Linked DNA regions of Mus musculus: regions 1, 2, 3, 5, 6 and 7 are each linked to region 4. Evidence: chromatin contacts called from public Hi-C, HiChIP or PLAC-seq and promoter capture Hi-C data. All regions are on one chromosome and are shown on one strand. Each heading gives the region's core, a stretch centred on a gene start, on an enhancer-like site or on the middle of the called end of the contact. The rest is flanking DNA. Distances are from core to core; before and after follow the strand shown. Region 1 holds the start of L2hgdh (L-2-hydroxyglutarate dehydrogenase). Region 2 holds the start of Rps29 (ribosomal protein S29). Region 3 holds the start of Pole2 (polymerase (DNA directed), epsilon 2 (p59 subunit)). Region 4 holds the start of Psma3 (proteasome subunit alpha 3). Region 5 holds the start of Nemf (nuclear export mediator factor). Region 6 holds the start of 4930512B01Rik (RIKEN cDNA 4930512B01 gene). Region 7 holds the start of Rpl36al (ribosomal protein L36A-like).

What was found. Promoter capture Hi-C pulls out the DNA fragments that hold promoters and counts their contacts. A called contact is a pair of places that touch in the nucleus more often than the background predicts. HiChIP or PLAC-seq counts read pairs in DNA pulled down with a chosen protein or histone mark.
Region 1: a contact with region 4 is called in a promoter capture Hi-C map of liver, with 2.4 times the contacts expected there. The contact joins the promoter of L2hgdh here to the promoter of Psma3 in region 4. A contact is called at or near these places in 3 of 39 promoter capture datasets (hematopoietic stem and progenitor cells and liver), 3 of 115 datasets of contacts at active chromatin or transcription factors (the 230-238 cell line, embryonic stem cells and large pre-B cells) and 1 of 9 other capture datasets (liver).
Region 2: a Hi-C map of B cells shows a contact between it and region 4, with 12 read pairs. The contact joins the promoter of Rps29 here to the promoter of Psma3 in region 4. A contact is called at or near these places in 1 of 39 promoter capture datasets (embryonic stem cells), 1 of 484 Hi-C or Micro-C datasets (B cells), 1 of 115 datasets of contacts at active chromatin or transcription factors (large pre-B cells) and 1 of 9 other capture datasets (liver).
Region 3: a Hi-C map of B cells shows a contact between it and region 4, with 6 read pairs. The contact joins the promoter of Pole2 here to the promoter of Psma3 in region 4. A contact is called at or near these places in 1 of 39 promoter capture datasets (cranial neural crest), 1 of 484 Hi-C or Micro-C datasets (B cells) and 1 of 115 datasets of contacts at active chromatin or transcription factors (large pre-B cells).
Region 5: an H3K27ac HiChIP or PLAC-seq map of embryonic stem cells shows a contact between it and region 4, with 5 times the contacts expected there. The contact joins the promoter of Nemf here to the promoter of Psma3 in region 4. A contact is called at or near these places in 5 of 39 promoter capture datasets (the C10 cell line, cranial neural crest, embryonic stem cells and 2 more), 4 of 484 Hi-C or Micro-C datasets (B cells and embryonic stem cells), 5 of 115 datasets of contacts at active chromatin or transcription factors (astrocytes, embryonic stem cells and pro-B cells) and 3 of 9 other capture datasets (adipose tissue, liver and macrophages).
Region 6: a contact with region 4 is called in a promoter capture Hi-C map of hippocampal neurons, with 2.6 times the contacts expected there. The contact joins the promoter of 4930512B01Rik here to the promoter of Psma3 in region 4. A contact is called at or near these places in 2 of 39 promoter capture datasets (erythroid cells and hippocampal neurons) and 1 of 115 datasets of contacts at active chromatin or transcription factors (large pre-B cells).
Region 7: a contact with region 4 is called in a promoter capture Hi-C map of pre-B cells, with 8 times the contacts expected there. The contact joins the promoter of Rpl36al here to the promoter of Psma3 in region 4. A contact is called at or near these places in 3 of 39 promoter capture datasets (the C10 cell line, cranial neural crest and pre-B cells), 5 of 484 Hi-C or Micro-C datasets (B cells, CD4 T cells, Th1 cells and 1 more), 6 of 115 datasets of contacts at active chromatin or transcription factors (astrocytes, embryonic stem cells, large pre-B cells and 3 more) and 3 of 9 other capture datasets (adipose tissue, liver and macrophages).

Annotation. Positions count from the first base shown.
Region 1 is chr12:69,723,028-69,726,770 of GRCm38.p6, reverse strand. It overlaps L2hgdh (L-2-hydroxyglutarate dehydrogenase), which reads left to right and starts at 1,897. Exons shown (of 10, transcript NM_145443.2): 1 at 1,897-2,117. The coding sequence starts at 1,975. Dmac2l (distal membrane arm assembly complex 2 like) reads right to left here and starts at 1,826. Exons shown (of 5, transcript NM_026536.2): 1 at 1,757-1,826.
Region 2 is chr12:69,157,299-69,161,110 of GRCm38.p6, reverse strand. It overlaps Rps29 (ribosomal protein S29), which reads left to right and starts at 1,925. Exons shown (of 3, transcript NM_009093.2): 1 at 1,925-2,114; 2 at 2,351-2,450; 3 at 3,290-3,389. The coding sequence starts at 2,053. The coding sequence ends at 3,298. It also overlaps Rn7s1.
Region 3 is chr12:69,226,861-69,230,396 of GRCm38.p6, reverse strand. It overlaps Pole2 (polymerase (DNA directed), epsilon 2 (p59 subunit)), which reads left to right and starts at 2,207. Exons shown (of 19, transcript NM_011133.2): 1 at 2,207-2,300. The coding sequence starts at 2,233. It also overlaps a transcript of Klhdc1 not described here.
Region 4 is chr12:70,972,464-70,975,925 of GRCm38.p6, reverse strand. It overlaps Psma3 (proteasome subunit alpha 3), which reads right to left and starts at 1,303. Exons shown (of 11, transcript NM_011184.5): 1 at 1,159-1,303. The coding sequence starts at 1,179.
Region 5 is chr12:69,355,778-69,359,222 of GRCm38.p6, reverse strand. It overlaps Nemf (nuclear export mediator factor), which reads left to right and starts at 2,047. Exons shown (of 33, transcript NM_025441.3): 1 at 2,047-2,172; 2 at 2,876-2,944; 3 at 3,091-3,193. The coding sequence starts at 2,114.
Region 6 is chr12:69,788,703-69,792,268 of GRCm38.p6, reverse strand. 4930512B01Rik (RIKEN cDNA 4930512B01 gene) reads right to left here and starts at 1,925. Exons shown (of 8, transcript NR_033573.1): 1 at 1,818-1,925. It overlaps Cdkl1 (cyclin-dependent kinase-like 1 (CDC2-related kinase)), which reads left to right and starts at 1,562. Exons shown (of 10, transcript NM_183294.2): 1 at 1,562-1,626; 2 at 2,005-2,282. The coding sequence starts at 2,115.
Region 7 is chr12:69,182,260-69,185,593 of GRCm38.p6, reverse strand. Rpl36al (ribosomal protein L36A-like) reads left to right here and starts at 1,527. Exons shown (of 2, transcript NM_025589.4): 1 at 1,527-1,611; 2 at 2,429-2,860. The coding sequence starts at 2,458. The coding sequence ends at 2,778. Mgat2 (mannoside acetylglucosaminyltransferase 2) reads right to left here and starts at 1,436. Exons shown (of 1, transcript NM_146035.2): 1 at 1-1,436. The coding sequence starts at 940.

The sequences.
Region 1 (3,743 bases), core at 648-3,147, 1.2 Mb after region 4:
GACAGTCTGTCCTGTTAAGCTGGTCTAACCCTAAAGATGAAGGACTACCATCAAGCACCGAATGGGAATTACATTGGTATGGTGACAAAGAACCACAAAGTTTTACAGTTATAAGGTCTTTTAAGTGACTGCATAGCTCTCATTTTTACAGTGGAGGAAACACAAGTGCCCTCCCCTGTGAGTGGCTATCTGGAGGCATGGACATTTAAAGCTCTCTCTTAGTCTAGTGATTAAGGAAAGGTTGAGCCAGGAAGTCTGCATGGGACTGACCTAGGCACATATGTTATACTTGTGTAGCTTGGTTTTCTTTTTTTTTTTTTTTTGTTTTTTTTTTTTTTAAGATTTATTTATTTATTTATTTATTTATTATATGTAAGTACACTGTAGCTGTCTTCAGACACTCCAGAAGAGGGGAGTCAGATCTCGTTATGGATGGTTGTGAGCCACCATGTGGTTGCTGGGATTTGAACTCAGGACCTTCGGAAGAGCAGTCGGGTGCTCTTACCCACTGAGCCATCTCACCAGCCCGTAGCTTGGTTTTCAAGTGGGATAAGCAGGAGCCCGCCTTTGGGACCCTTTTCTCCTACTGGGCTGCCCTGTCTAGCTTCAAGAGGAGAGAATGTGTCTAGTCTTATGCAACGTCACATACAGTGGCTGGTTGATATCCATAGGAGGCTGCCCCTTTTCCTAAGTGGGTGGGTGGGGGTGGGGTCGATAGTGAGAAGAAGGCTACAGCGCTTTGGATGCCTGCTTTTAAAAATTTGGCAAGAATTTGAGGTTGGGCCAGGACTGGGAAGTAGGCTCAAGATGAACACAGCTGAGGACAGAGTTATTTTGTATTTTGATGGGTCTTGATAAGACTCTGAATACAACTATCATGGCACCTTTGTTTAGGCTTTGTTCCTTAACTCTGTTTATGACTTAGGACTGACCTTATTCTTTGCATGTACTTAGAATTGTATAAAAGCAGACTGACTGGAGGAAAAATAACCTTGCTTCAACCTCAGAACGGGCTAGGGTTATGTTAATAGTACTGTCTAATTGTCTTTTTCTTTTCAATTTTTTCATCCCTCCCTGGAGAACCTGTTGACTGAGCTGGCTTAGTCAGGAAGGCCTGAGAGAAGGAAGGGGAAGCTGGGGCAGAGATGTAAATTAATAAAGAAAAGTTTGGGGCTAGAGAGATGGCTCTATGGTTAAGACTGTTAACTGGTCTTACCTGAGGGCCTAGATTCCCAGCACCCACATGGCAGCTCAGAATTTCCAGTTCCAGGCGATCCTGTACTCCCCTTTCTGGTCTCACAAACTCCTGCACATACCTGTTGCAATAAGCTCGCATAGGCACATATACAAGTCAATAATAGAAACCAAAAAAACAACACTAAATGACGACAGAGACCGAGCCGTCTACTTTCATCCAGCGCCTAGCTCAGCGCCCGATATTTACAAGCTGAGTCAGTGGTTGAATGAACAACCAACCAGGAGCCCCATGAAGGGCCCAGAAACCTGCGGGCAATCAGCAGGGTAGTGACAGGGAGCGGCAGGAGGTGGCTTAGTCCCCAGCTCCCGGGCCACAGCGTCGCCAACCGACCAGGAGGCGTGGCCGAAGGAGAGGCCGCAGGAGCCAGGGGTCACCCCGACATGCCCAGCCTTCTCTGGCGGAACAGCGCCGGCGTCCAGTCAAGCCTGTGCGGGCGGAGGTCCCGGAGAGTGGAACCACCACCCGGTCCCCGCCTTCGCCCTAGCTCCTCTTACTCACGGCGTGCTGCGTCCCTGCGCCTGGCCGGCCCTTCGCCCTCGGTCTTTTCCTTCCACGGCGCTCGCTCATTGGCCAGCGGAGACCACGCCCACGTCAGGCAAACGCGCGTGTTTCATTGGCTCTCGTCTGGGGGCGGGGCTGGAGAGCGGCGCGCTTCACCCTTAGAGTCCGTTCAGGTTGCGGGTGCTGGGGTGGAGGGAGGGGAGGTGGCGCAGGCCATGTGGCCGACCCTGCGCTACGTAGGCGGTGTCTGCGGACTGGCCCGGTACTGCGTGGCTGGGGGCTTCCTCCGCGCAAGTGGACCGGCGTCCGGGGTGCCCGGGCTACTGTGCGGGGGTGGCCGCAGAAGCTCCAGCACCAGGTAAGTGAGAGGCGGCGGCCTGCACTTGCTGTTCCGCTCAGGGATCTCCAACTGAACCTGTCTGTGTCCCCCGACTCGATGTCTCTGTCCCCGGCGAGGAAGTCCTGATTCTGTGGTCCAGCCTCGAATCCCAGGAGCTGCTGACCCGCAGGGTTCGTCCACTGCGTTTGTGCGCCATAGGAAAGGCAGTGTTGAGTTGAGGTCCGGAGCTAATCTGGCTCCGAATACACAACTCCTCTCCATTTCTTAACCACTCTAAAGGGTGACTGGTGACTAGGATCCTAGTCTGGCCCCTAGGTGGTCACTTTGAAGATTAAAAGACCTAGCACACTGCCAATAAGTATGCAGCTTCTTAACTATCATCCCCTGTGTTGCTTGGAAAATCCAGAACTTGGCTTCTGTGGGTCAGTTCCTTGCACACACTAGAGTTGTCCTCACTAGAAGCAACTCAGTTGCCTACTGTGAGCTGCCTAGGAAAGCTGGCAAATACAGTGTTCGGTGTGAAAGCTTTAAGGGCGGGGTGGAGGGGTGGGGGTGGGGGAGCTTTTGATTGTTTGAGACAAGGTAGACCATGCGAATGGATTTAGTGGCAGACCGAGGTGTGGCACGACCCTGGAGAGGGGCAGTGTTTTTGTTTAAGACGCGTTTAAAGCATGTTAAACGGTACTGGTTTGTTTTCCTTTGGCTGTCCTATGACTCCGGTGTAGATCAGGCTGGCCTCTAATGCCTCAAGCTATCAACCTGCCACTCCTTTCCTAGTGCAGGAATTAAAGGCACGTGCCACCCAACCTGCGCCACCTTAACTTTTGAGACTGGATCTCTCCCAATTTCTCTCCCTCTCCCTGTCCCCCTCCCTTTTTCCCTCCCCCTCCGTGTGTGTGTGTGTGTGTGTGTGTGTGTGTGTGTGTTTCTATCTGTCACTTGCTTTTTCCACATGGGGTCTCTCTTTGTATCCTGGCTATCTTGTTGACCAGGCTGTCCTTGAACTCAGAGATCTTCAGTGTCTGCAGGGATTAAAGGTGTTTGCCTCCACTGCCTCGGGGCAGGAGAGGGATGGGGTGGGGGATAGGGTCTCTTGAGGTGATTGGTTGGTTGCTCAGTAAGCACGAGGGATCTGCCTGTCTCCCTGCCCCTGATCCCAAGGTTACATGGGTTGAACAAGGAATGCCCTTACATAAAGGTGCTTTGGGTACAAACTCAAGTCCTCACTTGTATGGCAAGCACTTTGCCAATTAACCATTTTCTTATCCCAGTTTTTAAAATACTGATTATTTTGAAACAATTGTAGACCTATAGAAAGTTGCAAAAATTATAGAATGGTTTTATGTCACCTTCCTCCTGTCCCACCATTTGCCTTGGTGTTAATGTTGATACAATGCACACATTCAGGTTTTACCAAATTTATGTGCATTCTGTGTTCTGTGTATAGCTCTATACAGTTTAATCATATTTTGTGTAATCTCAGTTTGGGCATAGAAATGCTCTATTGTGGGCCTGGACACGGGTGCCCTCTAAGGTGTCAGGGCCCGGTTATTAGTGAGCTTTTGAGGATCACCAAAGACGAGCCCTGACAGCTGCCCACAGCTCTGCCAGACACTGGGCTATAGCAGCTGCCCTGGTAGCAAC
Region 2 (3,812 bases), core at 676-3,175, 1.8 Mb after region 4:
CCAGATTGGCAGAAACTTATTTTTTTAAATATTTATTTATTATTATACATAAGTACACTATAGCTGTCTTCAGACACACCAGAAGAGGGCGTCAGATCTCATTATAGGTAGTTGTGAGCCACCATGTGGTTTCTGGGATTTGAACTCAGGACCTTTGGAAGAGCAGTCAGTGCTCTTACCCACTGAGCCATCTCACCAGCCCCTGGCAGAAACTTATTGTCACGATGCTAGCCAATCTGTCAGGGGTAGCTAGGAAAACACAAATGCTCTTTGGATCCCAAGAAAAGGCAGTGAACAGTCTAGCCAGACTCTTCCAGAAGGCCTGGCTAGCCAGGAAGGGCATGGCTACCTGTTTTGGCAAAGCAGTGATCCCAGTAATAGTAACAGGTACTGATTGATGAGAGGAAAAATAAGGCACCAGTGAGCTGTGTCCTTCAGCAGCGTTATCTTCTTACTCTGTCTAGCAACAGTACCCTCCTGTGTTCTCCCGTTTGTTTAGTTGTATTACATGTTGTCAAAGCAAGACAGAGAGATAGATCAACAACAACAACAGAACTGGAATTGAAAAGGTGAGGGAATCGCGGTGTGTGTGTTTGTTTATGTGTATATGTGTGTGTGTATTTGTATATGTGTATATGTGTGTGTGTGTTTGTGTAAAACACTAGATTTGAAGACTGACAACAGACATTAAATTATATCTGGTCTTTAAATCTGTGACTCTTTCATTATGAAATAATTGGGTAAGGATTGTCTACCAAAATTTTGAAGTAGCATACTTTAAAGTTTTTTTTAAAGTTTCTATTAAAAGTCTTCTACAAAAGGCTTTTTTTCTTAATTTTACTCTGCTACATTCTAGATTTAGTTAAAGCTTTTATTTCAGGGGGCAGGGCTTTGTGCAATTTTAGGTTTTATTTTTATTTTATATATTTTTTATTTTTTATAAATTTGTCTTTTGAAGTTTGTCGTTACTTGTTTTGCTATTAAATTATCTGATGAAAACAACTTTTATTTTATATTACTTTTCTTCATATTCATCCACTTAGCCTGCGTTTGGTGGCACAAGCAAGCCCATTATTAGAGGCTGAGACATTAGGATAGGGAGTGTGAGTCTATTATGGGCAAAATGAGAGTCTTGGGCCAGTCTTGTCTACACAAAAACAAATGAAAAGTAAATGTAGGCGATTATATTTAGGTATCAAGGGTGGTATACTCACATATACGTAAGACCCTATTTTCCATCCATGGAATGATGTGGATTTCTTTTTGGAGTATATGAGGTCAAAAGATTTAATAAGAGGCCCCTATCGTTGACTCTTACTCATTACACTTGATTTAAGTTGTCATATAATTTCACGCCAGTAGGTGTCAGTAGTGAGTAAAGGAAAAAAAAAATCACGTTTGTAAGCGAACGTTTGTGTTAAGACAATGTAAAAAATTAAGGTTGAAATGTATTATATGAGAAAAGGGTGAATTAAAAAGAAAGTGAGAATAATGTTAATATTATTAAGTGTCCAAAAAGAGACGGGGTCTCGCTATGTTGCCCAGGCTGGAGTGCAGTGGCTATTCACAGGCGCGATCCCACTACTGATCAGCACGGGAGTTTTGACCTGCTCCGTTTCCGACCTGGGCCGGTTCACCCCTCCTTAGGCAACCTGGTGGTCCCCCGCTCCCGGGAGGTCACCATATTGATGCCGAACTTAGTGCGGACACCCGATCGGCATAGCGCACTACAGCCCAGAACTCCTGGACTCAAGCGATCCTCCTGTCTCAGCCTCCCGAGTAGCTGGGACTACAGGCGTGCGCCACCGCGCCCGGCGAGCGCTGAGAGCGACGGGGAGATACTAGAGCTGCGGCGGGCCGTGACGTCACTCACTGTGCCCGCCCAGCCAGCCTTAGAAATGTCACTCAGAGCACGCGGACCAATGTTGTCGCACGGCGTACGCGTCACGTCTTAGCGTTGTATTCTGGGTAGCGTGTAGCTCCAAAAAACTTTGAAGAGCGCCTGCGCGAGCCGACTCGTTCCTTTCTCCTCGTTGGGCGTCTGAAGGCAAGATGGGTCACCAGCAGCTCTACTGGAGTCACCCACGGAAGTTCGGCCAGGGTTCCCGCTCTTGGTGAGGAGCGGGTTGTGGAGACCGCGGTTAGAGGGAAGGGCCATTGTTGGTGACTGGGTGTCGGAAATTCAAGGCCCGCGGGCGGCGCGCAGGGCGTTCGGTGCTGCCGTCGCCATTACGGGCTTAGCTAGGCCGGGCCGGGCGGGCCCTGCTGCGGGTGGTGGGGAAGCTGAGGAGTGCTGTACCTTACTGTGGCGGCTCCATTAAGGCCATCTCCTTGTCCTTCCTCCTCCCAGCCGCGTCTGCTCCAACCGCCACGGTCTGATCCGCAAATACGGGCTGAACATGTGCCGCCAGTGCTTCCGGCAGTACGCGAAGGACATAGGCTTCATTAAGGTACGCGCGGTTGGTCGCTGCCGTCCACGATGCACACAGCGGAGGGTTTTAAGAGTTCCAGAAGGGAAGGGTGAAGGGTTTAATGCCTGGTCAGATTTAGGTGTCAGGTGGGTAGGAGGTGGTGCAGTTTCTACATAGTAACTGAATATTCCTAACCCAATACGTGTCTTAAATTTCTGGCCCAGGATGTTTGATCATACTGGGAAGAGCTCTAGACTTCACACACCGAAACCTAAGTGAATCTAGTGAACACACTGCTATGTTTTAGCCAGGGTTTTGGCTTTTTATTTGTTCTAAGGTTGATGTCTCAAAAGTCTCCTTTTTTGGTCAAAACCACTGTATATATATTTCATCTGCTTTTTATTTGTACCAATTTTTTTAAAAAGTATTTTAACCGGGTTTCTCCGTAGCCCTGGCTGTCCTGGAACACAGATTCTCTGCTGGGATTAAAGGTGTGCATCACACCCAGCTGCGGGACCAGTTTTAAATAAACTTGTGTTTAATGGGCCTGCATGGTATTTGACACTGCTGAGGTGCAGCAGAGAGTTTTAAGCTCAGACTTACATTATTGATGAAATAGTTACTGTAAGCCTAGCCTTACAGTTTAGAGACTTGAATGACTCAAGTGTGTCAGGATCGGTCCCTCCTCCGTCTGGTCTAGGTTTTTTCGGGTTAAGATGAACTGCAGAAACGGGCTATTTAGTAACTCCGGAGTACATGACATGGTTAATGTAATTTTGTGTGGTCTTGTATCGGGGAATAACTAGGGGGAACCAGTGGAAATAAATGCCAGAATCACAGTCTAAGTAATAGACTCCGTTTTGTTTTTTTCTTTTCAGTTGGACTAAGCGACCTTGAATGGATTCGACTGACTACTACCAAGTGGAACCGATCATGCTAGTCTTTGTACACAAAGAATAAAAATGTGAAGAACTTTAATTCCTGTGTGTGTGTTTTGTTTAGAAAAGGGAAGCAAAAATGTAGAGTTGCAAGCTGAGGCAAAAATGAGTTTGAGGCAAGAGGAAACGGAACCAGGACAGTTAGAACCTCCCAAGTGATCTTGGGTGGCACAGGTTGGAGTGGTTTGGGTAGTTAATTAGGGGAAGGTCCAAGTAGTTAGGATCCCAAGGGTTTTGACTGGAGCAAGTGTAGAATTGCAGGACTGAAGACAGGTTTGCAGAGGAGTCAGTATTGATGAGCTTGGTTTTGAATGCCTGTCACAACCAGTACAGCTTTCTAGAAATGCTTGTTAAAATTGGAGTGCAGAAGAGCGGGAACTGAGTATAAAGGCTGTTATCTTCAGCTCTCTTCTGAGTGAGTATACTTAAAGACTTAGGAGTTTAGCAAAGCAGGATGAGGGTG
Region 3 (3,536 bases), core at 958-3,457, 1.7 Mb after region 4:
TTTGGCTTTTTGAGACAGGGTTTCTCTGTATAGCCTTGGCTGTCCTGGAACTCACTTTGTAGACCAGGCTAGCCTCGAATTCAGAAATCCGCCTGCCTCTGCCTCCCGAGTGCTGGAATTAAAGGTGTGTATACCACCGCCCGGCTAAGTTTAATCTTTTTAAGTGTGTGTGTGTGTGTGTGTGTGTGTGTATGTGTGTTGTATGTGCCAGTACAGCATACATGTGGAGGTCAGAGGACACACTGGAGTCTTTCCTTGTCGTCTACCTCGATTCAGTTCAGACAGGGTCTCTTAGTTTTTCACTGTTGCTGGCCCATGAGCTTCCAAAATTCCTGCTGTCTCTGTCTTCTATTAGGCTATAGGAATGCTGGGATTGATGATTCTCAGCACCACATCTGGAATTATGTAGGCTCTGGGGATTAGAACTCAGGTCCTCAGGCTTGCATGGCAAGCACTTTTACTTATGGAGTCATGGCAACAAATGGCAGAATCAGGAAGCTGAGAGCTCCTGTCTTCAAATGCAAGCACAAAGCAGAGAAAAAGAGCTGGAAGTGGGGTGATGCTATACAATCTCAAAGCCTACTGTCTGAGTTAGAGTTTTACCGCTGAGAACAGACACCATGACCTAGGCAACTCTTGTAAGGACAACATTTAATTGGAGCTGGCTTACAGGTTCAGAGGTTCAGTCCATTATCATCAAAGCAGGAGCATAGCAGTGTGCAAGCAGGCATGGGACAGGAGGAGCTGAGGGTTCTACATCTTGTTCTGAAAACAAATAGAAGACTGGCTTCCAGGGAGCTAAAAGGGTCTCATTGCCCACCCACACAGTGACACACTTCCTCCAACAAGGCCATACCTATAGTCCAACAAGGCCACACCTCCTAATAGTGCCCCTTCCTGGGCTAAGCATATTCAAGCCACCACAGCTGCTCCAGCACAACTGCACCACCTGAATCTCTCCAAACAGCGCCACCAACTGGGAACCAAGTGTTTACACACCAGAGCCTACGGGAGACATTTTTATTCAAACCACCACAGCTGGGATCTCTCTTTGTTGTCTAGTTTAACTTTTCAAAAGTTTTGAAATGCAAAATCAAGCAAATATACACATGCATTCTTTTTACTGTTTTCCTTTTCAGAAAGATCTTAAATATACGCCCCAGAGATAATTGCTTATACCGTTGTAGAAATCATTCAAGTTTTTGGCTTATTTGCCTCTCCCACTCCCACTAAGCCTCAGGTATCTTAGGCTTGCTTTGAACTTGCTGTGACATCAAAGATGGCCTTTGCCTCCTGAATCCTTGCACCTCCCCGTTCTGAGGCCTGGGATTATAGATCTGTGGTCTTATGCCCAGAGCTTTCTTGTGTCCTGTAAAGTTGCATGCTTATTTATAAACAGCCAATTGATTATTCATCTCAACAGCACAAGTATATGTGTGTGTGTGCGTTTGTGTGTGTGTGTGTGTGATGGATGGATGGATGGATTTTTATATAAGGTCTCACTGTGATTCACTGACTGGTCTGGAACTCATTCTCTAGAACAAGTTGCCCAGGTGTTTACAGAGATCCCCCTGCCTCTGCCTTCTGAGTTCTTGGATTAAAGGCATGTGCCATCACACTCAGCAAGAGGGAACATTTTAAGATGTGCTCTACTGAGTCTACTTGTAGGACTGAGAATAACGATTCAAGAGCAGCTCCACCGCACTGGCAATTCACCTCATACCAACCATTTATAATCTTGGGTTTGTTACTCCACCAGTAAAAAAAAAAAAAAAGAAGGTATGTCATGAAAAAAGTGGGACTGCTAAATGATGACAGCGGATCGTGGAGAGGCCCTCAACTAAAACTGGTCGGATGGGAGTGATCGAAAACGGTGAAAACACAGTATTTCCTGAGCATGTGTAGAACCGGGAAACAACGGCTCTACAACTCTCATAGCCCTGGAAGGGAAGACTCTGGGTGCAGGAAGCTTGGGTAGAGTCAGAGTAGAAGAGGGTAGCTGAGTGTCCGGGAAGCTGAGTGTTCAGAAAATGCTTTTGGGATAAAGGAAGCTTGTTCCCACTCTGACCACTCCTACTTCACTCCCTAGGCAGGGTCTGAGATTCCCAGAGGCCCTGCAGTTAGTAAGGCCAAAAAAATCCATTTCACCAGCCCAAGAATATAAGGGCGGGACAAGGGGTGTGTCTATTCCAGGAGGGGGCGGGGCGTCGGCGGTGGCGCCAAATCGCGAACATGGCGCCGGAGCGGCTGCGGAGCCGCACGGTCTCAGCTTTCAAGCTGCGGGGCTTGCTGCTCAGGAGGTGAGTCTCGAGGTAACCTGACCCGCCGCAATGCCCTATCTAGAACATTCTGTCATAAGAGGCGATGTCTCTCCGGTGCATTTGAGGCTGCAGAGCCTACCTGGGTTTCCGCGATCCTGGCGCCGGGTGCGAATGTTACTTCCAGGCTGGGCGGAGCTGCGCGCTGACGCCGAACTGAGCGGGGAAGTTGGGGGCGTGCTGGCTTCTGATCAACGGAGGTCCCCGCCTCTGCAGAATGGGAATCATTACAGTGTTACTTCTGGAAGTTACAGAGAGACGTGTCAGAGAAGGAGAGACATGGGTGAATCCATATGCGTGTCTGTTGGCGATTTATATTGTAGAGTATGAGTCTTCCAAACCCGTCTCTGTGTGGAATTTTCATTATTGCCTGGAGAAGTAAAATTTGGATAGATTTTAAACGTGTTTTTAGTTTGGCTTTTTTAGATTTCCTAGTTTACAATTTGCCCCCAAAGGAGGTTTTCCTGGCTGTAGTGTGTCTTTTCAGTCTTTAAAAATGAACATATCCAAGAAATCTCATATTACAATTTACATTTTATAATACACTTTCCGTTTAAGTACCTGCTGAGATCCGTATAGCTTTCTGAGTCAGAGTGTGAATGTTTTGTTTTCGTAACTGTGAACTTTATGAACCTTTTAGCTTTACGTTTTGCCCAGGAGTGTCCAAGGGTCAACCTGGGTCTACCCAGGGAGAAAGTGATGAATTTAATTTGGTTAATTCCTGACATTTGGAGAGAGGATTAATTGAGCAATAGCTTTTCCTTTCCTTTCCCTTAAAATGTACTATTATAAAGCTGTTGGAAGCTCATTAATTGATTCATTGAGATATACACTCAAGTCTTTTAGCCTCAAAGCACCGTGTGTGGAATTAAACGCCATGGGACTTTTCCTGTGGGAAGACAGTGTGTTATCTAGTGCTGTGTAGTAGATTACCCTCTGATTTAGAGACTCAATGGCACTCATGCCTGCATTCACTGTGGGCCAGCTATCCAGCACAACTTTAATCCCAGCACTCTGGAGGCAGAGGCAGGTGAATCTCTGTGAGTTCCAGGACAGCCAGGGCTATGCAGAGAAACTCTGTCTAGAAAATCAAACAAAAACTTAACTCAGAGTTTCGGCTTTGAGTCTCATACACTCCAGTCAGGACAGGGTCATCTCACATGTCCAGTGTACCCATCTCATTTAGATTTTTTTAAAAACGATTTATTTATTATTATA
Region 4 (3,462 bases), core at 54-2,553:
ATATTCCACATGGATTGACCACTGACAGAGGATAACATTACTACAACTGCAAAGCCAATTTGCTGAGACATATTATTGAGCACTTATCCCAAAAGTATTACATAGTATTAATATCTTGTAACCACTTAATTCTAAGCATAAGAACACAGTATGCGAGTTTAATTCTGAGCAGCAAATCTTATTTTGTTTGTGTGTGTGTGTGTGTGTGTGTGTGTGCGCGCGCGCGTGTTTTGTTTTAAAGACAGGGTCTCTTTACATAGTCCTGGCTGTCCTGGAACTCATTAAGTAGACCAGGCTGGCCTCGAACTCAGAGATCCTCCTACCTCTACCTCCCAAGTGCTAGGATTAAAGGGGTGCACCACACTTGGTGAGCATCAAAATAATGGGGGAAACAAGGATAACCAAGAAACGCATTATTCATTCATTACCTCTACTGCAAATAATCGAGACTGTTAAGTAGTTCTATATGGAGACAAAGGAAAGGTGGGGTAAATCGCTGCACACACTGGGTGTATTTAGCCCCAACAAATTAAAGTCCAGCTCGCAAATCCTCAATACTCCTTACAAATCGGAGGCGCTTAGGCCCATAGATAACCCTTTAAATGCTTACAGACTCGCTTAAAATAGCTTGTTCGCGAAAAGCAGAACGCAAAGGAAAGGCAAGGACTCATGAGATCCAGCCTTTCTTCTAGGTGGTGTCCCGTTTCCAGGGAACGTCCACTAACTAGGTTCCGTCCGGGAAGCCCGGGCAGGCCTGTGAGTCAGCAGCACCGCAGCACACAGCTCCGCAGCACCTGCATGGGCCGGCGGCGGCCGCACGACGCACTCGGCGATCCGGCCGAGGCATTGCGACCAGCAGGGGCTTGCAAGGGGCCGTTCGAGGGTCGAGCCGGGGAGCTCGCACTGCGGCAGGCCCGCGAGTCTCCACTTTCAGTTTCCTTAAGCATGAGACTAAAGTGACTCAGCACCCGGGGCTGTCGCTGCACGGGGGCGGACAGGACCGGCCCGAACCGCCGCGGGAGCCGGGGTCACCGAGACAGAGGCCGCGGGTCCCCAGGACTCGGGCAGCGCCGGGGATCCAGCGGCCCTCCGAGCCGCAGCCGGGCTTCCTCACTGCCTTCAACCCCGAACTGGAAGAGACGGCGCGGAGAGACTCACCCCAGTGCCGATGGAGCTCATGGTGCTGACCCGGCAGGCCGCGGAACGCTTCCAGGCCTCAAGCGCCGCTCCTACGCCGCACACGGCGCAGGCTAGTAACAGGCTCGCCCATTGGCTGCGCTCTCCACCAATAGCCTTTCCTCTTGCGGCTTGTTCCGTGGGCTGGGACGAAAACTGTAGGGGGAAAAAAAAAAAAAAAAAAAAGCAGAGAGCGCGCGTGCGCAGAAACCATAGAGGCGGTTCCCTGGAGAAGTTGCTACTGTGTCAACTGAAACTGGTATTGGAAGAGCTAAGGTCAGAGCCTAGTTCCTAATAGTCCTAAGTAGCTAATAATCCTAAGGAGGACAGGCTTGGGCACCTGTCCTCTGTAGCCCACACAGACAGGAATTCTTAAAAGTCGGGGAAGGAAAAACCCACCTTAGGAAAAGGAACAAAGCCGGGCGTGGTGGCGCATGCCTTTAATCCCAGCACTCGGGAGGCAGAGGCAGGCGGATTTCTGAGTTCGAGGCCAGCCTGGTCTACAAAGTGAGTTCCAGGACAGCCAGGACTACACAGAGAAACCCTGTCTCAAAAACACCAAAAAAAAAAAAAAAAAAAAAAAAAAAAAAGGAAAAGGAACAAAAGGAGGCAATTGACCCCCCCATCCTCCGACCAAGTTCATCATCAGAGTCCGAACATGACGTTTGGTTCAACTGCTGTGCATAACTAAGCAGCCTCGGTCAAGGTGTGATACCTTTTCCATCATGGTTTCAACTTTAGCCTCTCCTGCAAGGTGGTGTGAAATCTATGTGTGAGAGAAAGCTGTCCCTCTGGCTGGAACCAGGCAGGCTTCAGCCTTCTTTCACCCAGCATGTAATTCCTGGAGAAGTTCCAGTTTCTTGGAGTCTTATCAAAAAGAGGAGCACAAGAGCTTCTTTAGAATATCTTCATTCCTACTAGGAAGATTATGAGACTTAGCGTTAGGAAAGGCTAAGGTGGCTTGGGGGACTCCAGTTGCTCGGCTCATTCTAACAACTATCAGGTTATGATCTTAAGTATTAAGTGGAGGGAGGGCAACAGATAAATCAAAGGAGTGGGCATGGAACCTGACCTAGTGGTGGGTGGATTTTAAATCCCAATTGTAAATACAACGTTAGAAATATTTTTATTTAAAAAAATATATCTGAGCCGAGCGTGGTGGCACACGCCTTTAATCCCAGTACTCGGGAGGCAGAGGCAGGCGGATTTCTGAGTTCGAGGTCAATCTGGTCTACAAAGTGAGTTCCAGGACAGCCAGGGCTATACAGAAAAACCCTGTCTCAAAAAAACAAAATAAATAAATATCTGGAGACTTTTATTTTATATAGCTAGAAAATATTTTCCAGCAGGGTGATGCAGAAGGCAGGGACGGGAGGCCAGCTTGCAATATAAGAGCCCTGTCTAAAAAGAAAACAAAACAAACATCAATAAAAACACATTTTTAAAAACCCACTATCAATCAACTTTATTTTGGTTCGTTGTTTTGTTGAAGCAGTCTCAAGTATCTTAGGCTGGCCAAAGATGGCACTGAACTCCTAATCTTTCAGCCTCTACCTAAAGATGGAATTACAACCCTGGTTTATCACTCCAAGCCTAGGTAATGTCTTTCATAAGAAAAAAAAGGAAAAAGAAAAGAAAAACCAACAGCACACATTTCATTCGTTGTGTTTCAGCCTCCCTCCGAGTGTGGAAAAAGGGTTGCTTAGTAGTAGTATTTTTATTATTTTTACATGTTTGAGGGGAGGAAGTGTGCACGTGAGAACAGGTGACCACAGAGAACAGAGGGTGACTTTGAATCTCCTGGAACTGGAGTTACAAGTGGCTGTGAGTTTCTTTGCTCTTAACCCTTGAGCCATGCCATCAACCTCAGCGTTTACAATCTTTGTATTCTTAGGAGATGTTAATGCTGAGACTGGATAGATGCCCCAGCAATTAAAAGCATGGGCTGCTCCTCTGGAGGACCTGTGTTTGAGTCACAGCACCCAGGTTAGGCAGCACACACACACACACACACACACACACACATTAAAAGTAATAAAAATAAATCTTAAAAAAATCTGTATTGGCACATACCTTTTATTTCAGCACTCTGAGCCAGAGGCAGGCACATCTCTTGAGTTCTGGGACAGTCTGGTCAACAGAACAAGTTCCAGGACAGCCATAGCTACTTACATAGAGAAATCCTGTCTCAAAAAACAAACAAACAAACAAAAAAAAAACCAAACAATCAAACAAACCGGATATTCATTAATTTAGTTTTTCTGACTTCTTTTCATGTCAAGTGCT
Region 5 (3,445 bases), core at 798-3,297, 1.6 Mb after region 4:
AGCATGAGAAACTATTAAAGGGTTACAACATTAGGAAAGTTGAGAACTACTGGCCCAGCCCATCTGATCCCAGCTTTTTTATCTGTATGTCTGTCTTTTTCTTCGTGTTCTTACTGCCCTAGTCAGGTCCATCCCTGGATGCTATGCACAGACACTGCGTTGTATTGTTTATATCTCTACACGTATGGCTGGTGTAACAGTAATAGAAACCATTTACAGAAGCACTGAAGCTCCATGAGCCCCAGAGCTCCACACTTGACTCAGAGGAAGACTGATAAGAGCTGAAAAAGATTCAGATCTGTTGCTCTCTTCTGAAACATGGTTGTACTTTGATTTTAAATATCCTACAATTTTCTATCAATTTCCCCATGTCCAAGACTCTGTATATGTTTTGGCTGTACATTTAGCCTTCTACTTGTATTTAGGATAGAATAAAAAACTGATGCTTACTACAAAATGCTGTGTTTTAGATCCCTTTCGAGTGCTGGAAGCTTGGTGCCAGGTGTAGCGGTGAAAGCCTTTAAAAATCAGAAATGCTATTGTTCTTGAGAGAAACCAGTTTCACTCATGAAGAAGCTATCATAAGAAGAAGCCTGGCGCGTGCACCCCTGCTGCTTCCGTCTCACCTCGGAACTGCCCCCTCTCTTTCCATGTGCTTCCCTCAAGATGCTGGAATGTAGCAGGGGGGCTGCCCTTGTTAGATTGAAATAGATGTGGCTACTCAGTTTCAGAGTTCCAGCTGCTAAAACTGTGAACTTTGTACATTGTTTAACTGTTGGTATTTTGTTACAACAATAGAAACTAGATTAACACATTTGCCAACATTAAAGGTTTATGATCTATCTGGGCATGATAGTATGTACCTGCAATTCCAATACCAATGAGGCTGGAATCAGAGGGAGACTGAGGACAGCCTGGCTTATAGGGTGAGTTTAGACTAACCTTGACTATATAGCATGCCCTGTCTCAAAAGCAGAGTAATTACAAAAATCCTTATGTTTTTAGATATACAAATTTGACACTTTCCCTGCTTTCTTTTGCTTTTTTGGTCACCCATTCTAAGAACTTATAGCGATGTGAATGCTAATGACTTTAAACTTTTAAATACATGTTTCACTGATTTTAAAATTCCTCCAGTTTCTAAATGTGTTGGTAATTTCAGCACTCAAAAAGGCAGAGACAAGAAAATTCAGAGTTCTAAGGTGTCCTGGGCTACATAGAAAGACCCTGTATCAAAAATGACCATGACAACCACCCCCCCACACACACACACCTTCCACTGTCCAAAACTAGTAGATTTTTGTTCTTAGTTTTAGATTTGTTTATTACTAACATTAGAACTTTTAAAAAGAAAAATTTAGACGAATTAACTATCGTATATTTGAACCCTGAATAATTTATGTATGAATTGGTAGCATGCAGAACTTGAAGCAGTTTAGAGAACGCTGGGGTGTGGGAGGAGAACTTTTTCTCCTTCTCCCATGGGAACTCTTACTTTATTTTTATCTGACATCTTTACTTAGTGAATTTTTGAGTATTTGAGGTGCCAAGAATTTATGAAACTCGGGCTATATAGAACCCCACCCCATTCAACTTGAATGAGAATTCTACAGTATGCCGCAGAATCCTATTTCGGAGAGTAGTACCCAGCAAAATAGGAACCCATCTCTACGGCTTGTCAGAGTCAGGGAAAACCAACCGTTGGTTTTTGTCTAGTCTCAAATTCGCGTTTAGAAAGACCCCTTGCTCTTCCATCCTGAGCGATAGCGCCTTCCTGGGGCAACTGATTAATGGTTAATGACCTACAGGATCCTAATGGAGACCCATTTTAATCCCCAAACAAGGGGACGGGATTAACCCGGTCATTGTTCAAGGAAAGGACGCAGTTTCGAGAAGGTAGTTAGTTCTATGTCGAGTTTTTTTTACACAGTGAAAAAAATAATTGATCATGATTTGACAACAAACTTCGGTTAAATAGCGCACTTTCACTATAAGTAATATTGGGTCATTTGGGTTGCCGTAGACACAAGCCAAGCGCTCATGCGCAGAAGCATAGTGGTCCTGCGTCGGCTCAGTCCCTGAAAGGACTGCGGTAGCGACACGCAGCCTAGCCATGAAGAGCCGGTTCAGCACGGTTGACCTCCGCGCAGTGCTCGCGGAACTGAATGCGAGGTATGGTGGTGGGAGTGGACAGGCTCGTTCACAGCAGAGGGAGCGGAGGCCGGGCACCGGGTGGTCGCGAGACGGAGAGCCTCACGGTCGTCCCGGTGCCTCGGGGATTCTCTAGGCCTGGGGGCCGAGCCCGGGGCCGGTGCCCCCGGGAGACACCCCCCCCCCCCCCCCCCCCGGGGACCGTGCCTGATGCTGCATCTCCCTGGCGCTGATTCCGAGAGGTCTTGCCGGGGTGGCCTGAGTCCCGCAGCGAGCGTTTGGTAGAACGGGAGTGATCGTCTTTGCTCCAGACTGGCGGCCTGGCTTCTTCAGAATTCCCGTCCTTCTTCCCAAAGAGAAGTAGCAGGGCCTTCCAGCTGAAATGGGCAGATTTGGACCTGTGTCCTGGACTTGTCGCCTATTCAGCTGTGTGAGCTTTGTCGCATTTTCGGGGACTCGGCTACTTCCTCCGCTCCGAATAAGTCATTTAGACTTAATTTTACTGTATTTACACCCCCCACCCCACCCCAGCACTAGTAGTCTGGTGTTACTGAGATCAACAGGCCACTTTTGTGCTTAAAAGTCTACATTTAATTTGAGGATACCTTTATAGGCGGTGGAGGTATCTTAGCGGAAGAGTTCCTTTTCCACAACACCAATAAATGATGGAAAGTTTTGCTTCAACCAAGAACAATGATTTGTTATATGTTTCTTTTTTTTTCAGCTTGCTAGGAATGAGAGTAAACAACGTTTATGATGTGGATAACAAGACATATCTTATTCGGCTTCAAAAGTAAGAATATTTTATAAGATTGTTTTTGGTAAATTATGATATATATATATATATATATATCCTGCATTTTAGGTTTTGTTTTTTTAAATTCAGAGAATAAGTTTTGGCAAATTCCCTAAAGAAAAATTTGGCTTTCTCTTGAACAGACCTGATTTTAAAGCTACACTGTTACTTGAGTCTGGTATACGTATTCATACAACAGAATTTGAGTGGCCTAAGAACATGATGCCGTCGAGTTTTGCCATGAAGGTAAATTTTAAGTTTGGAGCTAATTTTTAAAACTCCATTTATCTATCTATTTATCATGTATGTATGTATGTGTGTGTGTGTGTGTGTCTGTGTAGGTGGAAACAACAAACAGGTACAACTTGGGGCTCTCAAGTGAATGTCAGAAGACAACCTGGGGGGGAGTCAGTTTTGCTGTGAGATGAGGGGTCAGGGGTAAGATCCAACTTAAATCCCCAGACTTGATCCATGTGCCTTAATCTGCTGACCTGGAAC
Region 6 (3,566 bases), core at 676-3,175, 1.2 Mb after region 4:
GTGAGAACTGCAGCCCACTGGGGAAGAGAGAGGTGTTGGCGCCAAAAAATTTCCATAAGTCTCTTAGAATCCTGAAGCGAGAACACATCTATAGGGAAGGTTAAAAGTCAAATTCATATTAAAACCATTAGAAGCCATTAACCATCTATTTTAATAGCTAAATCCGCTGGTGAGATGGCTCAGCAGTTAAGAGAGCTGACTGCTCTTCCATAGGTCCTGAGTTCAAATCCCAGCAACCACATGGTAGCTCACAACCATCCGTAATGAGACCTGACGCCCTCTTCTGGAGTGTCTGAAGACAGCTACAGTGTACTTACATGTAATAATAGATAAATAAATATTTTTAAAAAATAGTTAAAGCCAAAAGGACCGCAAGGATGCCGGGCACTGGGGACATTGCAGGTGGGAAGGTAAAATGGAAAAGATAAGCTCAATGTGCAGAGGTCTCCCGCTAAGGATTTCCCCAAGAAAAATGAAGACCTGGCTTCACAGAAAGCACCATGCACGGCGTCTATAGCGGCTTCATGTATAATCACCCCACACTGGAAACAATCCAAATATCCTTCAACCAGGATTGAATAAACAAATAAATACCAGTCAGTACGTTCATACAACAGAACGCTACCCGGCAATAAACAGGAAGACACTGCTGCTAAATGCAAGATGTGTGTGGCTCTCAGATGTATTCTGTGAAGTGAGAATCTGACTCAATAAAAGCTGTGCACTGTATGTTTCCATGTACGCGATATTCTGGGCAAGGCAAAGCTATCGAGAAGACAAAAGTCAAAAAGAGTAGGCATTCACATTTGCACATGATTTCTGGGGAGGGTCCCAGACCACCACGAGTCTATTCTAGTAACTCATTATACCTCTACCCTTTGCCAGGCAGCCGTCACGCTCGGTATGCCCAGACCCAGCTTCCTCTTGAGCTCTGTGTACATTTGCATCGCACGTTCCTTGCCCCGGGTTGGCCAGGTTTCACATCGTGCGTTTTCTCTGCTGTAGCCCTGCCGCCAGCACACAAGCACCTCGGCGCCTAGCATAGGGGATGGAAGGGCTGACAAAATGTAGAGGCTGTCTGTGCGATCCTTATTTCAAGATTTCCTGCATCCATCAACTGCCACTGTCACTGTACTGAAACAGGTTCAATAAGAAGGTGATTGGGGAAAGAGTCAAGGCAATCAAAGCAGGCTCTGCACCGCCAAGACCCCACTACATGGGAGGGAAGGCCATCCTGCCTCCCTCTATTGCCTCACTCTCTCTCATTCATTTTTCGAAGCTGCAGCACCGAGCAATTGCTGTCCTCCGGGGTTCACAGGCGAGGAACGGACACCAAGGAGTGGACGTAATAAGGTATGGACCTGGTCACCCTAGCCCGAGCAGGCTGCTAGGACAGCCTGGGAGCAGGCGTTCTCCCTGCAAACTCTCCATGCTGTGATTTCCACGATTTAAACCCTCTGGACCTGCAGCGCGGGGTCAGGGACCCGGCCAAGTGGCTGCGGGTACAGCAGGGCGGAGGGCGGCCCCGCCCAACCGGCGCGGTTCCCATGGGGATCGCAGCAGTCACCCAGCCGAGCTGCAGGCTGCTGTGCTAGAGCTGGGCCGAGAGGCGCCTCAGGAGTCAGGGTGGGAGGTCCCCACAGTCCCTGCAGTTCCCGCAGTCCCCACGGGCCCGGTTGCCCAGCCGGTGTCCTCTTCCGGAGGGAATTGAGACCCGAAACTAGAACCGGGGAAGCCCTTCGCCTTCCTGGTGCTCCAGCCAGCTCAAGTGTCTTAGATCGTATGAACCATAACGTTAAAAAGATAGATTATCTTACAGCTCGGCTCGTTTTTGGATGCTGGCTACATCTTTAGCTCGAGGGAATGAAACAGACAACTGAAATTAGGTCACCCATGGCAGCCACCTGTAGACTCCCAGCCTTGACCGCGATGTCATTGCTGGGTGGGGGTGGAGTCCACACCTGGCTGATCCTTATTCTTTAACTCGCGCCTTGTTTTCTCTAGATCGCGGACGACAGCCCTTACTTGATGAGGCTCGAGAGAGGTCAGTTCATAAACGACCTTTAAAAACTATATGAAAATCCGTTCTCAAGAAGACTTGCTCCTCCTCTGTAATGGAAAAATATGAAAAAATTGGAAAGATTGGAGAAGGCTCCTATGGGGTAGTGTTCAAGTGCAGAAACAGGGACACGGGTCAGATCGTGGCCATCAAGAGGTTTCTGGAAACCGAAGATGACCCTGTCATAAAGAAAATCGCCCTTCGAGAAATCCGCATGCTCAAGGTAGCTAATTTGCTTTTTCTGTGCTAGATAGATGCTCTGGGCTGAGGCTCTGCCCTCTTCCCACACAGCCTTTGTCTTCAATGGCACAAATCAGAGTCTGTGCGCAGAGAACGGATTATGTAAGAGTAAGAAGGTGGACAGGAGAGGTGTGGGGCTCTCTTGGCGTCAACTGCAGACAGTCTTTTCACGGGTCTCTAAGAAGCAGAATTTAAAACAACTCGACTTTGCTAGAGTTTTTGAGTTTTGAGCTTCCAGCTTGTTTTCATTTTGTATTTTTAACCCATTGTCCTGTTTTCTTGGGCTATATATGCATCTGTATATGTGTGTTCATGTGTGCGCGCATAAATGTGTGTGTGTGTGTGTGTGTGTGTGTGTGTGTGTGTGTGGCATTTGGAAGCCAAAGGTTAACACTAGCCATCTTCTTCAACCATTTTCCCCCTTGTATATGGATACAGTGTCTCACTAGGATTGCTAGCCAGTGCTCTCCAGGATCTAGTACTGGGATTGCAGGTGGACAGCTGCCCTCGGGCAGCATTTATTGTGAGTGTTGGAATCTAAGCTTAGGTCCTTGGACAAAGGTGTTCATTACAAGACAAAAGTGTGTTCCCTCTTATTCTGGAAAGAGGCTTCTCTGAATTTCTCAGAGGCAATGCAGCTGCTACTGCAGGATGAGGCAGGCCATGGATGGCTCCCATGGGGAATCAACTGTGCTTCAGAAAGTGTGGCCTCGGTGTTCTGTCCAGACCCTGGCCAAGTGTATGAGTGGATGATGCTCTCAGAAGGGGTGAACTCAAATGTTTGTGCCGGTTCCCAGCTGGGGTCCTCTGCCTACTCTCCTCCACACAGCCAGTGTTGCACTCTGCTCTCGTGAGCCACTGACCATGTCCACTTTCTCAGTAGAAGCTGATAGCTGCCTTACTCTTTATTTAGCATCATCATTGTCAATATTATTACTACTTTGTGGTGTTAAGGATTGAACCCAGAGACTTTATCAAATTAACAAAACCTTCTCTCACCGAGGCACATTCCCAGTCTTCAATGGGTTGATTTACTCAATAATAATAGTAATAATAATAATAATAATAATAGGCTAGAAAGATGGCTCAGTGCATAAATGTGCTCACCACCAAACTGATAGCCTCAATTTGATCCCTTGGTCCTACATGATAGGAGAGAATCGATTCCCCCAAGTTGTCCTCTGACCTCCATGGTACACAGTAACACTTATGTGTTCCATCCACCAAAATTAGTGTTCCCAGGAGCACGGTGGCTGTTCTCTTTGGC
Region 7 (3,334 bases), core at 278-2,777, 1.8 Mb after region 4:
TGTTGTGCTCTGTCGATTTCCAAGTTTTCACATCTACTTTGTCAGCAATGCCATAGAAACTCCGAATGGTGGTGTAGGTCCCTAGAGAGAGGACGTCACACCCAGGACACTCCTGCTGCTTCAGTTTCCACATCTTTTTGAAGACATGGTAAAAGTCTGGGGCTAAGTAGTGGTCCTCTTCCAGGAAGAGTATAAGGCCAGTGTAATCTTGAAGAACTTTGACTCTTTCCCATACAAAATGCAGCTTCCACCACCAATGGTGTTTGGTTTGTGAGAACTTGGCCTCTCTGTAATGGCCGAAGGAGTCAGGGTATTCGGCATTGATGCACCCCAACTTCAGAGCTGCATTCTTCTTTAGGTCTCTGGGGCAATCTCTAGGGTCACTACCCGGAAACTCATTCGGGTACAGCTGAATGCTGAACGGAAAGAACACTTGCAGAACCGGGCAGAAATCCACCCTGGAGATCAGACTGTTGATCTCTGCGGACCAGAAGTCATGGCTAAAGATGACTAGGACTTCCTGAATACCCTGGGCTTTGCGAAGCGAGTCTATCAGCAACCTGAGGTATTCCGGCCTGTTATGCACCTGGACCACCAGCACCAGCTCCCCGGGGCTCCAGGTGCCGTCATTACCGACGTTCCTCAGCATCTGATCGAAGTTCAACTGGTACACCAGGGACCGGTACCGCAGCGTTAGGTTGTCCACCTCCGGCCGCGGGACCGCGGGAACCAGAGGAGCGGCCGATTCGTTTGAGACCCTGCGGATGCCTACGGACACAGCAAGGTGGCCCGCACCCCGTACGGGCTCCGCGTCCAGCAGCGGCGGGCCAAGGGCGTCGCTCTTCCTTTGTCGCCCATTGCTACTCCAGAGGACGAAGCCGCAGGCGGCCACCACGAGCGTCAGGATTAGCACCTTCCGTTTGTAGATGCGGAACCTCATGGTCTCCAGGGCCCGGAGCGCGGGCGCGGAAAAGAAGCTGGCGGCCTCTGCACGGAAGGGGCGGGCGGGCGGCGCCGTCGCCTTGGCCTGCAGCCCTAGGAACTGGCCCCCGCGGCGGCCCTCGCTAACTCATCCCGGGCTCCGGCGTCCTGGGGCCCGAAGGCTCTCAACTGCCTCGCGCCGCCCGGGCTCCGCGCATCCTCTCTGGCAGTTGCAGCTCCGGCAGCCGCCCCGCCGCTACGAGCCGCGGCTCAACGTCGCCTCGGTCCTCTCCATTCAGCACCCGGGGGTCCCGGAAGAAGCCCCGCCGCGGTCGCCGACACCGTGATTCCTTTACCTGCGCTGCCCGTGGCTCTGCGTCCTCTGCGCGCTCATCCTTGCTCGCACGGCGGAACGGCGACACCGAACGCCGCAGCCTCGCCCCGCTCCGGCAGCGACCGCTCTGACAAGCCGCGACTGGCCTGCGAGCGCCCGGGCCCTCCGGCCCACACCCTCCGCCCCGCCCCGCCCCGCCGGGCGCTGATTGGCGCTTCTCAGAAGCCTCCGGAGGAGGCCGCTGCTTATTGGTTCGCATTCCCGTCGCTCAGGTTCAGTTCCGACTTCCGCTCTGTTCGTCCCTTTCCTGTTCGGCGCGTGCGGTTGAGTCGGGGATCGCGGCGGCCGGTCTCTCGGTAAGTCTGGAGCAGAGCGGTAGCTGCTTCCTTGGGGACCGCGGTCGCCTGGAAGCCGGAGCCGACCTAGCTCTTTGAGGCGTCGGAAAGGGGCAGGTGCTGCCCGCCGCGGCTTGAGGTCAGCCCGCGGCTCTCTCGGAAGAGACCGCTCCAGCATGGCGGCTCCCGGGCGGCGAGGCGTGCTGGCTGCTAACGACACGTCAGCCTTCGGGCCCGCTGGAGAGTGACGGTGCTTTAGAGGGGGTGAAGCCAAAACAGACTGACGTGGCTGGGGGGAAGGAACGAGCCCGGTTGTTGCAGAAACGACTATATTTCGTTGTAAGCCATTCGTAGCTAGAAAACGGAGGGAATTGCTGTGGGGTAGTCCGAGCAAAACTTCTCTACCCGGACGCCACTGCGTTGTCCTTGCAGTGAGACCTAAGAAATTGGACGCTGGTTTGGGGAGAACTGTAATGGCCACTCCAAGTGTCAGTTCCTTTGGACGCTAAGGCAGACCTCAACTAGCAATCCTCTGCCTCAGCCTCCCAGGACACACTCCATCAGGTCTGAGTTTTTAACTGTTAATGCCTCGTTTTAGTTTAAAAAAACAAAAAACAGTTTTTCTATAGGCTTGAAGTGGTAAGGATTGAACCCCGGTGTTTAAGCCAGTGCTCATCCACTCAGCTGCGTGTTGGCCTTTTATTCACGTGGGAAATGAGTACTTGGTGGGTTCACAAATTTTCGAACATTACTGTTTTTTTTTTATATGTTCCTACAAATTATACCTGTTTAAAACTTTCGAGTTTGAAGATCTTTAATGTCTGAAACTTTCTTACAGTTCTCATCGCAGACACTTCTACTGCAAACATGGTCAACGTACCAAAAACCCGAAGGACTTTCTGTAAGAAATGTGGCAAGCATCAGCCTCACAAAGTGACCCAGTATAAGAAGGGCAAGGATTCCCTGTATGCCCAAGGAAAGCGGCGCTACGATCGCAAGCAGAGTGGCTACGGTGGGCAGACAAAGCCAATCTTTCGAAAGAAGGCCAAAACCACAAAGAAGATTGTGCTCAGGCTTGAGTGTGTTGAGCCCAACTGCAGATCCAAGAGGATGCTGGCCATTAAGAGATGCAAGCATTTTGAACTGGGAGGCGACAAGAAGAGGAAGGGCCAAGTGATCCAGTTCTAAAACTTGTGTTCTCTGAGAGGAAAATACTGAAGCAGTAGAGAAATGACCTGCTAGAGAATAAAGTTACTGTTAATGATACCAAGCCTTGTGTTTTGATTCTCAGTAGGATTGCATATTTAGGGGGTTTTGTTTTCAAACATAATTTGAGTCTGGGTCTACCTCTGCCTCCTAAATACTAGAAGTACAGAATTGCACCATATCCTATTTCTAAGGTGCTGTGTTGGGTTGAACCCAGTGCTTTCTGCATGCTAGGCAAAGTGTGTACTAAGTGCCCTACAAGAAGTCATACAGATAAGCAGTAGCTACAGAATAATGGGCACAGAACATATGTGATGGTCATAGAATTCATTCCCCAGATCTGCTGACAAAGGTTTCATCCTTCCACTCAGAATGGCTTGGAGACTAACATTAAATTGGTCACTTGATTAGGTATTTTCAATTTATATGAAAATTATTATTTAATAATTGTTCATTATATTTTCAGACTTGTTGATGTTGGCTAATTTACCATGGACAGTGATACATGTTTGGTAACTCATTCAAAAAAATTCCATAA